2 separate regions of the Sus scrofa genome follow, and region 1 is linked to region 2. A link is a contact called in public HiChIP or PLAC-seq data. All regions are on one chromosome and are shown on one strand. The core of a region is the stretch at or near the end of the contact, and the rest is flanking DNA. Distances in the headings are between cores, read along the strand shown.

The links. HiChIP or PLAC-seq counts read pairs in DNA pulled down with a chosen protein or histone mark.
Region 1: a contact with region 2 is called in an H3K27ac HiChIP or PLAC-seq map of alveolar macrophages. The contact joins two enhancer-like sites. A contact is called at or near these places in 1 of 5 promoter capture datasets (fetal skeletal muscle), 4 of 47 Hi-C or Micro-C datasets (embryonic fibroblasts, epiblast stem cells, liver and 1 more) and 2 of 2 datasets of contacts at active chromatin or transcription factors (alveolar macrophages and skeletal muscle).

What each region holds. Positions count from the first base shown.
Region 1 is chr13:21,785,842-21,789,789 of Sscrofa11.1, reverse strand. LRRFIP2 (leucine-rich repeat flightless-interacting protein 2) reads right to left here. Exons shown (of 29, transcript XM_021071626.1): 27 at 2,149-2,228; 28 at 1,465-1,569; 29 at 1-753. The coding sequence ends at 643. Among named protein-coding and RNA genes, the nearest start is that of MLH1, 90 kb to the left of the region's middle. Within about 2 kb of position 2,304, at least 10 of the 83 cell types and tissues checked have an H3K27ac peak or open chromatin away from gene starts, as enhancers often do. A contact at or near this core is called in alveolar macrophages, fetal skeletal muscle and skeletal muscle, where this site is marked.
Region 2 is chr13:21,648,945-21,652,782 of Sscrofa11.1, reverse strand. It overlaps LOC100737115. Among named protein-coding and RNA genes, the nearest start is that of LRRFIP2, 16 kb to the left of the region's middle. Within about 2 kb of position 1,297, at least 18 of the 83 cell types and tissues checked have an H3K27ac peak or open chromatin away from gene starts, as enhancers often do. A contact at or near this core is called in alveolar macrophages, fetal skeletal muscle and skeletal muscle, where this site is marked.

The DNA of each region.
Region 1 (3,948 bases), core at 1,055-3,554, 140 kb before region 2:
ACTCTTACTTTAAGAGTAACAGGCCTTGGACTTTCCCTGCCCCATGCAACAAAGCAAGTTTTATATACACTCCCTATATCTTTTTCTAACATTTTCTTATATAAATTTAAATATCTTACAAAAAAAGGCTTTTTCCTCCAAACATATAAATTTGAGTGAAACATACATTCCCCACCTGTGGACTTGTTTCTTCACTAAAATATAAACGCGATCTGATATCAAGGGTAAATGTCTTCTGACCACTGGAGATCACGGAAGTCTGAATGGCACTGTGGAGAAGGCACTTGTGTTTCTGAGGTCTCCAGGAAGTAGCTCAGTGAGCACAGACTTGCTGTCCTCCAGAACCCATGCCAAAGCCTCCGAGTGCCCAGTCACTGAGGCAGCTGGGGAAAAATGGTGAGTAAACTTGATTCTAAAATTATGGAGATAAAAAACAATGGTGTGGACAAGTTCTTAGTCTAGAATCATACTACAAACAAAATATCCCAAGTGTTCATTCATGAAGATTCAAACCTGTTCATTCTCTCATAAATTATAAAGTACAAAGGCGGCTATTTGAATGACAAAGCTGGAACAGTACTGAAAGGGGTGGAGTCAATGGACGAAAGGTCATCCCAGCGGGCAGGCGGGCGGGCGGCCTCCCTATTGCTGGGCCAGTAGTGCCGTCCTGTTGGCCTTCATCTTCTCCAGCCGTTTGGCCAGGTGGCTGTTGGTCATCTCCATCTCCTCAATCTTGTCCAGTGCCGTTCGTAACTGGAGACGGGAAGAGCTCAGTCATTTCAAATAGAAACAAAAACCGGAGTTCCCGTCGTGGCACAGCGGAAACGAATCCAACTAGGAACCATGAGGCTGGGGGTTCAATCCCTCACCTCGCTCAGTGGGTTAAGGATCCAGCATTGCCGTGAGCTGTGGCGTAGGTCACAAATGTGGCTCGGATCTGGTGTGGCTGTGGCTGTGGTGTAGACCAGAGGCTACAGCTCCAATCTAGCCTGGGAACCTCCATGTGCCCACGGCTACGGCCCTAAAAAGAGAAAAGACAGAAAAAAGGAAAAAAAAAAAGAAAACCCAGCATGACCTTCCTTTCCACTTGGTGGGGAACGAAGCACTGCCAGTCACGATGACCTTGCACACCATCCCATGGTTGCTTTTTCCTTTTTTTTTTCCCCAGCCAGCCAGTGGTGTTAACCAGTGATGCTGAGCATTAATCACAGAGGGGACATGAGGAAGAGACCTCATCTAAAACAAAAATAAAAACTACCCCTTTTCTTATTATCTAACTGACCAAAACATTAAAGTAATTGGCAGTCACCATGCAGGTCAAAAACCAACACAGAAAAGTAAGGCAGTCCACTGCCATGCCACCAAAACGACCCAGGATCGGGATTCTTACCCAGCAAAGAAATTATCTCCAAAGGAGTTTTTCTTTGTAGGGATGTATTCTAAGAAGCATAATAAAGCAAGTACCTCTCGTTGTAGCTTCCTCTTCTCTGCTTTCAGCTCATCCTCAACTTTCTCGGCATTCTCAGCAGCGGTTTTATATCTTAGCACCTGTCCCTCCAAGCGGTTAATCTGTAAATAGGACACACAGCCCTCAGTGCCAGGCACAAGAAGCCACCACATTTTTGCAGCCAAGATGGAAATAGGATGTCATTACAGATCCTAAGTAATCTAACACTAACAAGTCCCCTCAGTGTGAGTCATAGGCCCTCTCAGAACCCACATGTTATTTATTTATAAATCAGGAACTGTCCCCAGAGAGGATGACAACTGTAGAGACATTACAGGGCCAATTTCCCATGTTAAGTTTTAAGACGACCATACTGTTTAAGTGCCACAGTATCATTGCAGGAGGAGACCCCCTGGATGGGGAAGTGTTTAGACTTTATGAAATGGTGAATAAGGGATTATGTTATAAACTACAGTCTTCTTGAATGCTCTTGAAATACTAGTAAAAGAAAGAGAATTATAGCTATCGTTCTCTATTTACACAGAAAAGAGAAGGCTGAAGTGCTCTGCCAGGTGATCCCTGCCGGCTTTCCCACTTGAATGAGATCAGACCTCAACACTCGGGGATTAACCACTTAGATGCAGGAAGCAGATGTATGTCAAGAGGATTTAAACCGCTTGGTACCATACACAAGGACTTACACTTTGCTCCAAGGTGGTTATATCCTGTTCTGCTTTTGAAAGCTTAAACTTGTATTCACTAATTTGTCTGTTGGCATCTCCTAGAACAGAAGAGAACAATGAGCCACCTCACAGAGGTGAGGTGTGACCGTGAGGCAGTGACGCCCCCTGCCGTGCAGAGGGGGACATGCCGCAGAAGGAGACAAAGCACAAGTGCACAGGTTCTAAAGCTTCTACACTATGAGAAGCTCTAGCATTCGTGTTGCAACAGCATTTTAGAAGAAAATTCTCTCTTCAAGCCATGACGCATACAGGTAGAGCTTTAAACAAGGATCTCTGTCAGTGAGCAGGGCCCCTGTCAACCTCACGTGCAGCCCAAAGGTCCAGAGCCCTCTGGCCTTCCCTGCTCTCCTACCCCCAAGTGCCCTTTCCTCCCCACCTCCCATCTAAGTCTAACCAACCTTTAAGGTTCTGCCCAATTTTCACCTTCTTCGTAACTCTCCTTGGTTAACTACAGCTTTTCCTTGCATTTTTTTACACTCCTCTTTATGACATTTATTATGCTTTCTTAACATTACATAGGTATGTAAGGATAAGGGCCCTGTCTTAGCTTCTCAAATCCATCTTTTTCTAGCTAAGTGCTCTGCACATAATGTACACTTAATATTACTGAAATAAATGCTTAATATTAATGAAATAAATATGTGATAATGTGTTATGGATAGGGCTATAAATTATTAGCTGTATATCTGACTTAAGAAGCAATTTAAAATGAGAAGTTTAGAAATGCTAGGGGATAAAAATTCCTTCCACCAATCCAAATTTAAGAGAAATCACCTGAAATGATTATAATAAGGCTTATAGGAGATAAACCAAAACTGAATCTACCCTACTTAAGAATTTTTCTGGAGTTCCCATCATGGCTCAGTGGAAATGAATCTGACTACAGGCATCCATGAGGACGCAGGTTCGATCCCTGGCTTCTCTCAGTGGGTTAAGGATCTGGCATTGCTGCTCTGATTCGACCCCTAGCCTGGGAACCTCCGTATGCTTCAGATGCAGCCCTAAAAAGACCAAAAAAACTTTTTTTCCCCTACTTTTTCATGTAACTAAGGTTACAGCTACCCCAATAATATTTAATGCAAAAGGTTTTTCTAATTGGTTACTGTCACCCTAAAAGTAATGGGGTTATAAAACTCTCTCCCCAAAAGCTACCTCTGGTATTGAAAAAGAACAATTCTCATTTCTGGGACTAACACTGAAGCTTCAGGATCTTGTTTTTTTAATTCTTAATCCCATCAATTTACTATCAAAATGTGCTGCTTCCTTCTCATAGAATCACTCATTTCTTCCTGTTTTCAAAAGTACAAGTCCCTCATCTCAGCCATTTATTTCACACATTTTGAAATTCCACTCCAAACACCAAGCTTCCAGCCAGGGCAGCTGTCTGGAACCGAGAGCCACCAGATTCCTGTCCTGGCCTCTGGTGCAGGGAGCTGCCCGCTTCTGCCTTGCCTGGCCCTTCTCTGCTCACCTGCTCCTTCAGCTCCACCCACGGTGCTTCCCCAGCCACAGATGCGGGCTCTGCCTTGCCTACCTACTCTGGGAAGATTTCACACACCCATTCACCCTCAGTGTGATTCCTTTTGCATTTGCTGTTTCAGACAAAACTCTCCCAAATGTATCCCCTGCCCTTGCTAGGACTACTGGCGGTCAATGGACTATTTCAGTCACCATAACAGCCTCCTAGCAAGTCAGCCTGCTTCTTGTTATGAGCCTCTTTTCATCTACCCTCCACGCCAAATTGGTATTTCTAGAACA
Region 2 (3,838 bases), core at 48-2,547:
TTCCATATACTGCAGGTGCAACTGTAAAAAGAAGTAAAAGAGTATATACACAGGCAGACAGACAGACACACACACACAAAGTTTGAGACCTGAAAAGGAGTGGGTAACCTCGCTAATAAAAAGGAAAAAAAAATTCTGGGGAGCTCTTTGGCAATGTCTACTAAAGCAGAACACATTCATACCTAATACCTATAGAGTCCACTTCTGGGTAATACCTAGACACCTAAATCTTCATTAAGGGGTTTAGATCTGGGGTCACAAATTCAAACACACACACACAGAGGTTAGGTAAGTAATATCATTTACCAGCCAGATAAAAAAGGATCTATTTGCTGCCACATGCATGGACCTAGGATTCTCATACTAAGCAAAATCAGTCAGAAAGAGAAAGACAAATGCCATTTATCACTTATACGTGGAATCTAAAATAGGACACAGATGGAGTTCCTGCTGTGGTGCAACAGGATCAGTGGTGTCTTGGGAACGCTGGGACACAGGTTCAATCCCCTGCCTGGCACGGTGGGTTAAAGATCCAACATTGCTGCAGCTGTAGCTTAGGTCGAAACTGCAACTTGGATCTGATCCCTGGCCCAGGGCAGCCAAAAAAGAAAAAAAAAAAAAAAAAAAAAAAAGGACACAACTTATCTATGAAAGAGAAACAGACTCACAAAAAATATAGAGAATAGACCTGTGGTTGCCATGAGGGAGGGATGAGGACTAAATGGGAATTTGGGATTAGCAGATGTAAACTATTATATATTGAATAGATAAACAATGAAGTCCTACTGTATAGCACAAGCAACAATATTCAATATCCTATGATAAACCACCATGGAAAAAATATGAAAAATAATATTGTAAAAAATTACTGGCCAGAAGGGCACTCTCAGTGGAAATGATTTAAATGGACACCCTTTGGCAGAGCTGTCCTTCACCCTTCTGTTTGCTTTCCTCTGGAAGCAGCCCCTGCATGCCAAGATCTCAAAGTTCCACCTCTTCTCTCTCTCAAGTGATTGATTGCCCTTGGGTGGACACCTCACTCATGCCAGGCACATGGGTTCACTTGGGGCTCTGCCCAGACCCCCTTGCCTGGGCAGTGCACCTCCACCAGCTGCTGTGAGTGCTGGCTGCTAACAGCTCACAGCTGCCCCTGCTCTTGAATAGCCTTTTCCCAGAACGCTTGAGAAATTATGCCCCACCCCCACATAAGGCAAGCCACTGTCCATAACTGATGGATATGGGGGTCCAAAAGGCAGGCTCCCTTGTGTCAGGTGGGATAGCTGTAGTGCCCTGCATTCTTTAGATTCCACAGTGGGATCAGGCTGAGGCTAGACTTGCAGCTCTAGATCCTGCTCCATCCTATGTCCCTGCCTATTAAGTTTCTCCTGAGCACTCCCCAGTGAATCATTTGCACCAGTATCCCTCTGCTTCTACGGAACCTGAGGTAAGTCACAGGGCCCATAAGACCCACTTTCCTTAAAGAGCCGAAAGCCCAGACACACTCAAACAGTCACATCAATGTCACAACCACCAAGCGCTGGAGCTCAGTGTCTTCCCTCCCTGAGATGGGGTTCAGCCTCCCTCTGATTTCATAAAAGCTCCAGGGGCTTTCCAGTAATCCCCTTTTTTGTTCAAGTCAGCCAAAGTCCATTTCTCTTCCCTGAAACCAACATAACCTTAACTAATAGGATGGGGAATCCAGGCCTGACTTAACATGGCTTTGGAGATCCACCCAATGCTTTGAGGAACAATGTCAGTGAGACTCCCGAGAGGAAAATTAATTGATTACCCTTCCTATTCCCATGGCTTCAGTCACTAGAAGTGCTGCTAGGAATGCTCCCTATCCTTTAATCCTCCAGGAATTTGCCTTGCTGAGGAGTTAATTTGTTACCCGGGGCTCTGTTTCCCTGAGACCTCCTTGACTCCCGAGAGGCAGATCGAGCTAAATTCCTTCCACTGGTCGTCATCGTCTTGCATTTCTCTTTGTTTCTAGTCCTGTCCAGGATGCCTCTAGCATCTCTCTGAGGCTTCTTATCCCTCAAGTGCACTTTTCCACATTCTCTTGTCCTCCCTATGTGTGCATATGTATGTGGTGTGTTTGTACACATGCTCAGAAAGCCAACAGAGGCCATGAAGAAATCTCTGGAGAGTGGCCAGGTTTCAAATCACTCAGCCATGAAAGGGTGACACAATGCAAGCCTGATTAGTTCCACTCAGCATCATTCACTGATTCATCACAAAATTGATCCTTCTGATCCAGACTCTCCTCTCTCAATGGTCAAAGCAGCTTTTGTCTGAGCCAGGCATTGTGCCTCTATAGCCATTTTATGTAGTTGAGCCCAAGACAAGGGTCTATCCTAGCCAAATGTGGAAAGAGCTGGAAAATATTTTAAGATATTAACTTACAGTCTGTTTCCCAGTGGGGGTCTCCTCCGCTCCCCTTCCTTCACTTAAGCAGAACGTCACATGGTCTGAGGGGAGCCACGCTGCAGGGTGAAGGGTGAAAAGTTGACACATCATTTCTGGCTTGTTCCTAGTGATTGGTTCGTTCCGTAGACTGATGGTCCTCTGGTCTTAAAGCTCTCACATGAGGTTTGTTTGGTCCACACAGTCTTTTTTTTTTTTTTTTTTTTTTTTTTGCTGTACTCAAAGCATGTGGAGGTTCCTGTGCCAGGGATCAAACCTGCAACACAGCAGTGACCGAAGCCACTGCAGTGACAACACTGGATCCTTAATCCACTGAACCACAAGAAGACTCCCACTGTTCTTTTTAAAAGTCTGATTTTGGGGGGTTCCCATAGTGGCTCAGTGGGTTAAGAACTCAACATAGTGTCTATGAGGATGTAGGTTCAATCCCTGGCCTCGCTCAGTGGGTTAAGGATCTGGTGTTGCCTTAAGCTGAAGCCTAGGTCATACATGTGGTTTAAATCCTGTGTTGCCATGGCTGTGGCATAGACCAGCAGCTGTAGCTCCACTTCGACCATAGCCTGTGAACTTCCACAGGTGCAGCCTTAAAAAAAAAAAAAAAAAAAAAGCAAAAGTCTGATTTTGGCTACACAGGGCTCAGCTGTCCAGTGTACCTCAGGTCCCCAACACTCCCTACTGTCTGTCACCATCGACATTTCCTGCCTGGCCTCTTTCTGTGTACACTTGAATCTGTGACCACAACCTCAAAACCATTAAAGAAGATTATGCTCAGTGCCCTATATGCAAACATAGTCCTGAGGAAGAAACAAGAGGATTAAGAGAGGAAATTTCCCCCTCAGGAGGGCGACAGCCACAATGTAAGGCCCAGTGATGGCTATGACCATGATTCTACAGCACACAATTTAAATAACCACCTGAGGCATGGCTAATGGGTGAGAGGCCACTGTGGAGCAAGACAGCAATATTGGTCTAAGGTCAGAAGGAAGGGAGGGGCCAGGGTGTGTGTGCTGTGGTCTAGTGTCTAGTCTGCTCTCCATCCCCCTTCTCCTCCTTTTTGATGGAGCACCTTGATTACCTGTGGGAAACTGTCCCAACCCATGGTAGAGAGTCTGGGAGAGGATGTCCATTAAAGTGCTGTGGCCAAGGAGTATGCGTGACCAAGTGACCCAAACCAGGCTACCCACACTCTTTCCTCCAAGAATTTGGACCTTGAGCACAGGAACAGACGGGGAGAAAATCTGTCCTCCCTTGAAGGAACTGCCCATTAACTCCTGCTATCTAGACTCCTCAGGCACCCTAACTCTTCCTCTTCCTGGGGCCTATTTTGGGTCAGATTCTGTAAATTCTGGGACCTTTCCTTTTCATTCCAATAAGGTGTCTTTAGGGTCAGTCCTGTTGCTGGCAACCTGAG